2 separate regions of the Rattus norvegicus genome follow, and region 1 is linked to region 2. The links are chromatin contacts, called in public Hi-C maps. All regions are on one chromosome and are shown on one strand. The core of a region is the stretch at or near the end of the contact, and the rest is flanking DNA. Distances in the headings are between cores, read along the strand shown.

Region 1 (3,905 bases), core at 839-3,338, 130 kb before region 2:
TTCCTTATTTTTGAATTATGCATTTTATACATATAGGTGTTTTGCCCCCCCGACATTCATGCCTGGTGACAATGAAGGCCAGAAGGGGGCTTTAGATCTCCTTCGGCCTGAAGTTAAGGATGGGTGTAAGCCTTCACGTAATCACTGGAAATCCACCTACAAGAGCAGCAGAGCTCTTAGCCACTAAGTCAGCTCTCCAGCCTCACACTATAAATCACCAAAGAAAGCAATGAACCTAATACAGGGAATGCCACTGTAGGATCCTGGACATCAAGTGTTGAAGGGCACAGTTTGCTGTGTCCTGTCCCATGCTGTGAAAAAAAAAAAAAAACTGTGGCTTTCCAGGCAATGCCTGGCCCTGAGTGACTCCATTTGACGGGAAGAGAATGATTACAGCCGGTTCATGCTCAAACAATACTATCTGTTCACCCAGATAGCACAGACTCCTAAGGCTTGTTCCTGAGAACAGAAAGGGAGCTACTCTATAAGTTTATCAGGGTGAGCTGAGACTAGAGGGGCACGTGAATGTATTACAATGCTATCAGGAAAACCAGGAAAGGTTTTCCCTCTCCTGGCTTCTTAAAGTGATAAACACCTACTACTCCTAGGATGTCTAGCCCCAAACCAACCTATGATCTGATACCTGGCATATGAATCAAGAAAGGACAAGCAGGAACTCCTATCTCTGAGGTTTCAATTCAACTAGGTCCCTTGACGCAGTCTATTCAACTGCCTGGTCCTCCACCTATTCCCTACCTAAACCTGGACCTGAGCCCACAGTTGCCTGTCCTTAGAGCCTGTTTCTGCTTTCTATCTAGAACTGTCAGCAAAGCTGACAAGCCTGAGTCCTCCCTGGGACTTGTCAAAGGCTTCCTCCCTGTGGCACAAGTTGTTTGGAGTTCCTTATTAGACAAGCTCTACCTACATATCTATCAGCCTACTTCTAAGCCTTTTACCTGTATTCATTTTATAAACTAAATATATGCATAGATATACTGTGTTTGTGACATAAGAATTCATATTAATAATTAAGACTAAAATAAATCCCACATTGGCCTTGTCCCGATTACAAAAGTGAAATCATCTGGCAAATTGCTGCCATCAAAACCTTTCAAATTTATTGTTATTCAAAAACATTCTGATACTTTCGGAGGATACAAATGTGCCCATCTATATTTCTAGCATAGAAATATAGATGCTCATGACAGGAAATCTCAATGTCAGCTCTCAGTTAAAACTAGAAGCTCAGCATACGTCCAATAAAAACCCTAAGATAAAGTAACAGCAAGTGAGTTATATGCGTGGAAATGAAGAGAAGACCCAGAATGGTGAACACAATACAGAGGAGTCAACCACAACACTTGCTAACAGTTCTCAGCGAAGGTCAGTACTCAAAACAATGCACTATTTGTGGGAGGGAAAACTAGCAAGCCCACAAATGCATAAGCAGAAATAAAAACAAAAATATAATCAAAGGATGTTTGACAGAACAAAATAAATTCAATGAGACAAGTCATATTTCCCAGAGCTGTTTCTAAACACCTTTGCAAAGAAACTCACTGGACTTTACAAATGTCGCAAAATTAACCTAAAGAGGGTCCCATACTTACATGTGGAACGCAAAGTTCAGAACTTCTCGAAGGCAGCACAAAGAACCCAGACAGCCTTAGTCTAGCAAGCAGCCTTACTAGCAAGCGCAATACTAAAACAAGGCTGTGCGCGCCAGCCCGAGTCGTGACGTCATCAGTGCACTGGCTCCCTCCCTCCCCCCGCAGGGCGGGGCCTCCGGCTCAGCTCTGACGCGGAAGAGGATCAGGGCGGAAGTACCTACGGGCTCAGGCAGAGGCCTAGGGGTCGCAGTCCCTCTGTCCCCGCGCCCACTGGCCAAGCCCCGGGGCGGGCCCACCACCCCGGCTTCCGCGGCTCAACCGATCGCTCCTCCCGTCAGAGGACAGCGGCCCTCGCTCACCATGGCGCGGCTCCGAACTCGCCCGTGCTCCCCTCTCAGCTCCAAGCAGGGACTCCCACAACGGCCTTTCTCAGGCTTGGTTAAGAACCTTTAGCTAGCATGGCGGCCGAAAAGAACCCGCTCCCCGCCTCCCAGGAGCTTCTGATTGGACAACCTGCCTGGAGATCTTGATTGGCTAGATCTGCTCTGCGTGGGCTGAGTGACACGAGCGGCTCCTCTGGACGCTCTTAGGCTGTGAGGCTAGAGCCCATTGTTTAGTGTTGTGGTGGCCAGCAGGTGTCAACATAGGCTCATGGCTTTTGTGTGTACTTCTAGGTGTGCCCTACTGAATGACCAGTAAATAGTTGACCATGTCAAGCCAGTTTTATGACTCTGTATACCTAGGAACAAGTTCGCCACCAGTGACAAAGATCAGAAAGTCATAAATTCAAGGTCATTTTCCACTACGTAGTAGTTTTGAGGCCAGTCTCTGCGGCATGACACTCAAAAAAAAAAAAAAAAAAAAAAAAAAAACCTAATTAAAAGCTGATCATGACTTTAATCCAGCACTCTAGAGGCAGAAGCAGGCAGATCTCTATGAGATCTAGGCCAGCTTGGTCTACACAATGAGACCCTACCTCAAACTAAAAAGTTGTCCGTCATTGAATGGTTCAGTCTACAAATGTGCTGCACATACACTCATGTAGGCTCACATGTATTGCATGTAAAATAAATATTTACACATCAACTCTACAGCAGCAATGGCATCTAGTGAGAGCGAGTTAGATGATATCCCAGAATGAGAACTCAAATGATGATTTTAAGTATGTTCAAAGACACAGACAACTGAACAAAATACAGAAGGCAGTGGACAGTATGAAAGAGGAACTCAACATAGAGAAAAGCCAGTCTGAAATGTGGAAATAAAAAACTGTGGTTAGCCTCATCAATAGAATAGACCAAGGAGAGAACTGAATGGCTGAGCTTGAAGACACAGTGGAGGAAGTGAACAATCTAACAGGACATAGGTAGCATGAAGATAATGAGGAGTTATCAGTGAAAATGGCGGATAGGCACAGCACTGAAAAGACCACATTCAGGGCTGACAGGCATGTGTCTGACAGACTTTCCTAGAAATGTCAGAAGTCTCATCAGTCATGACCTGGACAAGGACACCAGAAAACATGCTAATGGGAACAAAGGCCACAGAGGTTTTAAGCCAATGTGGTCCACGTGGCAAGTTCCAGCCTAGTCAGAGCTACAGAGTGAGATCCTGTCTTATTTTTGTTTTTTGGTTGGTCTGCTTGTTTGGTTGGTTTGGTTTTGGTTTTGGTTTTGGTTTTTAATGTATACAGTGTTCTACCTGCATGTATGTCTGTAGACCAGAAGAGGACACCAGATCACACTATAGGAGATTAAGAGACACCATTTTTATGGGTGCTGGGAATTGAACTTAGGAACTCTGGAAGAGCATCCAGTGTTCTCAACGACTAAGCCATCACTCCAGCTCCTTAGTTTAGTTTTGCTTTGTTTTGGGAGTGGGATTGTTTGGGGTTTTTGTTTTTGTTTTTGTTTTTTTTTTTTTGGTTTGGAGTTTTTGTTTGTTGGTTGTTTTTTATTTGTTTGTTTTGTTGTTATTGGGGTTGGTGTTGCTTTTGTTTAGTTTTCAGTTTGGGGTTGTTTTGTTTTTTTTTTATGTTTGTTTGATTATTGTTGTTTTTCCAAGACAGGGTCTCTCTGTGTAGCCCAGGCTTTGAGCCCAAACTCAGAGATCATCTACCTGACTCTGCCTTCCAAGTGCTGGGATTAGAGCTGTGCACCGCAACTTCTCAGACATTTTTATTTTTATTTTATTCACTTTATTTTATCTTTATGTACATTTTTAAATTTTAAATAAAAAGAAAAGGTTAAACTGTTGCCCTACATGAGTAGACAATGCTGTTGGGTGACAAAACTT
Region 2 (4,185 bases), core at 572-3,071:
ATGTGTATGTGTTTGTTCAAAATATGTGCCCACGAATGCATGTGTCCACATGTGTGTGGAGATTATATGACGACCTCGGTTTTCAGAGTCGTGATAGATTGCTCTAGAGACATCCCCAAACATGAGGCAGATCTTGTTCATCAAGGAGGCAGGACACCCTTTACCTTTATGGTGGCGCTGGGATTCCCTCCACAGATGTCAGATGGCTCAGCCATGACTGCTGCCCTATCTTCTACTGCAGGGAGCATGTGACCACTACAACAGGGAGGCCACCACAGGGAGAGCCAGCCATAATGGGAATCACCCACAGGTGTTCTCCCCTCACACCAATCAGCCTCAGGTCCCAGTCTCAGAGCCCACGAAGGGAGCGGGCACTTACCCCTCCCTATGTTTGGTTTTGTCAGTCCCTGTTGTGCATGCACCATTTACGCTGTGTGACACTATTCCTACAGAGGTGTGAACAAATGTCAACTCACCCCAGGGATGACAGATGACTGTCATGAAAACACTGAAGTTTAACTTAATGAATCAGAGAGTATTACTGGAGTCATAGCAGGAATATGGCTGCTTACACTTAGCCGGCACGGATGACTGAAAGGTAGTTGTGTCACTGAAAACGCACCTCCAAATGGTGACGACTCCAAGCTGTAAACCTAGAGTTCTCCCTACGACTTGCAATCAACTTGACTGCTCATATAACCTTAGAGAGGAGTGAACCTTGTGTGCCTGTTAAGTTTCAGGAACGTCCTAGACTTTGAATTATTTCCTGACTCTTCATGGATCTCTCTGTAGAGTCAGGCAAGAGCATTTGCTGCTGAGCCCAAGGACTAGAGATTCCCCTGGGGTGGGGTAGAGGGAAGAGGAGAGAAGACAAGACCAGCCTTTAGACCGTCCTAAGTCCTCTTATCAAGCTTTCTACCAATCAAGAGAGAGAGAGAATGAATTGCAGTCAGGGGGCCGTGTGGGGTTTTCCATCTGTTTTTACAAGCAATCAAACCCAGGCTTTCAAGAATGCTAGGCAAGCACTCTAACACTGAACTAGCCAACACTTTTATTATTTTTTTAAGTTTGGAAAAAGTCTCATTAAGTTCCTGAGATGAACTTGAATTTGTCATCTTCCACATGAGATAACCTGCACTACCAAGCAAAATAACATTGACAAAGAATAAAAATAAGCTATGTTGGACGTGGGCAGAGCAACACATGCCTTTAATCCCAGCACTCAGGAGTCCAAGGCAACAGCCATTAAGAGCACTGGCTGCTCTTCCAGAGGACCTGTATTTAATTCCCAGCACCCACACTCACAATTAATTGTAACTCCAAATCGAGGATTCAGACGCATTCTTAGGGTCCCTGTAGGAATTGCACACAGGTCACACACACACAGCTATAGGTAAATACATGCTTACAAAGAATTTTTTTTCAATCTTCAAAAACTCTCTTATGGTTGTGTTCAAATAACAGTGCTTGTACAGAATAGTTGGGTAAAATATCGTAATACATTTCATATAAATATCTAATTTTCCATTTATGTTAATGTGACTATTTTGTGTACTTATTACCAGTATGGCTTGTACGGAAAAGGTACCTTTCCGATACCTTGCAAAGGCTCCGCCTACTACCAAACCCCGCCCTCAAAAGGTCCCACCTCCTAAAGCTTGAATCTTTGGGTAAGCTTTTCTCCTTCACCTATAGAGGCCTGTTCCTAGTGACTGACAGATGCCTAAGTAGTTGGTGAGAAGCGCAGGGCTCTTCCGTTTCAGGTTCTTTCGATGATGTCAAGCCCGCCCTGCCTGCCGAATCTTTTCCGGTCTTAGTCCGCCGTGGCCGAATTTAGCAAGCTGATTTGGACCTTTGATACCTTCTTTGTCATGGCAGCGCTCTTAATCTCCTTCCAGCCACAGCCTGACATGGCGGCGCCCTGAGCAGACACTTTCTATCCCATCTAACGCTTTACCTAGACGTTTCCTATTCCTGAGGCCACTCATGGAGATCAAGCCTCACCGGAAGTAATATACCGGAAGAAGGCGGTGCCTCTGCCGGAAGCCAGCGCAGCGCTGGGAAAGATGGCGGTGGTGGGCAACGCGGTACCTTGCGGAGCCCGGCCTGGCGGGGCCCGGGGCAGCGGGTCTCCTCAGCCTGGGCGGCCGGGCCTCGCTGCCGGGCCAGCGCTCATAGCGAGCGGCGACGAACTGGTGGCCGCTGTATGGCCATACCGGCGGCTGGCGCTTCTGCGGCGCCTCACCGTGCTGCCGTTTGCCGGGTTGCTGTACCCAGCCTGGCTGGGCGCCGCCGCCAGCGGTTGCTGGGGATGGGGCAACAGCTGGACCCAGATACCGGAGGCCGCACTGCTGGCCCTCGCTACCATCTGCCTCGCGCACGCACTCACAATCCTGTCGGGGCATTGGTCTGTGCACGCGCACTGCGCGCTCACCTGCACCCCGGTAAGTGCGCGCGCCCGACCCCGACTGGGACCCAGGCACAATGGGGCCTAGCAGGGTTCCAGGCTGCAGCGGGCTTGCGTGTCTCCAGTCTGGTCTGCAGCCTTCCAGCTGCCTCCAGCAGCGCCCCCTGCCCTATGGCTCTGACCCCGCTGTGACTCGCCAGGCTATTGTGGCATGGTCTTTTTGACTCACGAGAAACAGGAACAGACTTAGAGCAAGACCCATATGTTACTGTTTGTGTGACTTGTCATCTTAGCTCCCATATGGTGTATTGCTCTTGGAACGGTCCTGTCTTGGTTTTCTTTTTCTTTTTTTCTACAAGACAGGATCATACTATACAGCCTTGGGGCGTCTAGGACTCACAGAGAACCGCCTATCTCTGTCTCCAGGTTAAAAGCCTTTCTGGCTTCTGTGTGTGTGTGTGTGTGTGTGTGTGAAGTGTTAGGCTAGACCTGTGGGGTAATTTCCCAAATGCATGAAGCCAAGTCCTACCGCCCAATGTTCAGCCTCTGTCCCGTGCTAGACCCAAGAGTGAATAGTTCACCCTGGTGCTGAAGATGGCCAGGAGCTACTTGTGACTTACTAGCTTAGAGTCTCAAGTTATCTGTAAGATAAATGTGGTTAAATGAGGGCTTGTCAGGATATGCAGCAAGGCGGTGTAGTCTAAGTTCAGAATTCTAAATACAGTGTCTCTACAGGAGGCACCGACTATTAGGTGTTCTAGGTTGGCAGGTAACACCCAGTGACCACACTACAGATCCCACCAAATTTGAAGCCTGGGGCACCGATATCTGCTTTGGGTTGGTCTTCAGAAAAGGGAGGCAGTGTCAATGATTGCAGGAAACACCTGAATGCCCTCATATACACCCTCTTTGGCTGTGTGTGTGTTTGTGTGTGTGTGTGTGTATGTGTGTGTCCAAGAGAAGACACCCTGTTTCATTAATATTTATCCAGCAGAGGGGCCCAAATTTCTGAACATGGCAACCAGGTTGCGTGGGTGTGCTGTGCAGGAGGGCATTGGATCCCTAGCATCTATAGCTGGGAACTTCCTCTCCTCTTCTAGAGAGGAGGAGTGGGAGGAGCTAAGCAGCCTTGAGTGAGGAGACTGATCAGGCTTTGCTTCCCTCTAGGGTTTCAGTTTCACCTTACTGTAAAGTGAAAGCTGAAACACTTCCCTCCAGGGTCACTGAGGAAAACTAAGGGAACTTGTAAAGTGCAGGGCCAGCACCCTCCATGGCATCTTTACTTGTCTCCCCCTGTGTTAGTTTATCCTTGTGTGTTAGTTTCAGGGTCACCACTGTGTGTCCTACCTCCACCTCCAGTCATTGCAAGGCCAAGCAAAAACAGCATGGCTGGAACGTTTATGTCATGAAAGTAGCCTGGATAAAACCGTTTGGGAAGAAGGTGGACTCATTTGTTACTGCAGAAGGCAGATTACCAGTCAGAGGAGTCCCAGGGAACTTTAGATGGAGCCACCTGGGGAGGGAAGCTAGCTGTCTCAGTGTATGTGCTTTGTGCAAAAGAAAATGTTGTAGAGGAAGAAAGCATCACACACACACACACACACACACACACACACACACACACCCCGATATCACAACACAGTGTAGTCAGAGCATAATTACTTCTGAGGAACCTCACAACTAAGTTACCAAGAAAAAAATATGCTTATGGTTTTGCATCACATCCTTAGCTGTCTTTGGCGTCACGTGTCCACAGGCTGTAGATGGGTCATGGTCAG

What was found. Hi-C and Micro-C count contacts between places; a contact is called where the count stands out from the background.
Region 1: a contact with region 2 is called in a Hi-C map of Schwann cells, with 4 times the contacts expected there. The contact joins the promoter of Zfp868 here to the promoter of LOC108348302 in region 2. A contact is called at or near these places in 4 of 12 Hi-C or Micro-C datasets (the A7r5 cell line, Schwann cells, hepatocytes and 1 more).

Annotation. Positions count from the first base shown.
Region 1 is chr16:19,794,759-19,798,663 of GRCr8, reverse strand. It overlaps Zfp868 (zinc finger protein 868), which reads right to left and starts at 2,088. Exons shown (of 5, transcript NM_001009538.2): 1 at 1,970-2,088.
Region 2 is chr16:19,662,997-19,667,181 of GRCr8, reverse strand. It overlaps LOC108348302 (zinc finger protein 709-like), which reads right to left and starts at 1,821. Exons shown (of 6, transcript XM_063275932.1): 1 at 1,690-1,821. It overlaps Atp13a1 (ATPase 13A1), which reads left to right and starts at 2,062. Exons shown (of 26, transcript NM_001106079.2): 1 at 2,062-2,444. The coding sequence starts at 2,067.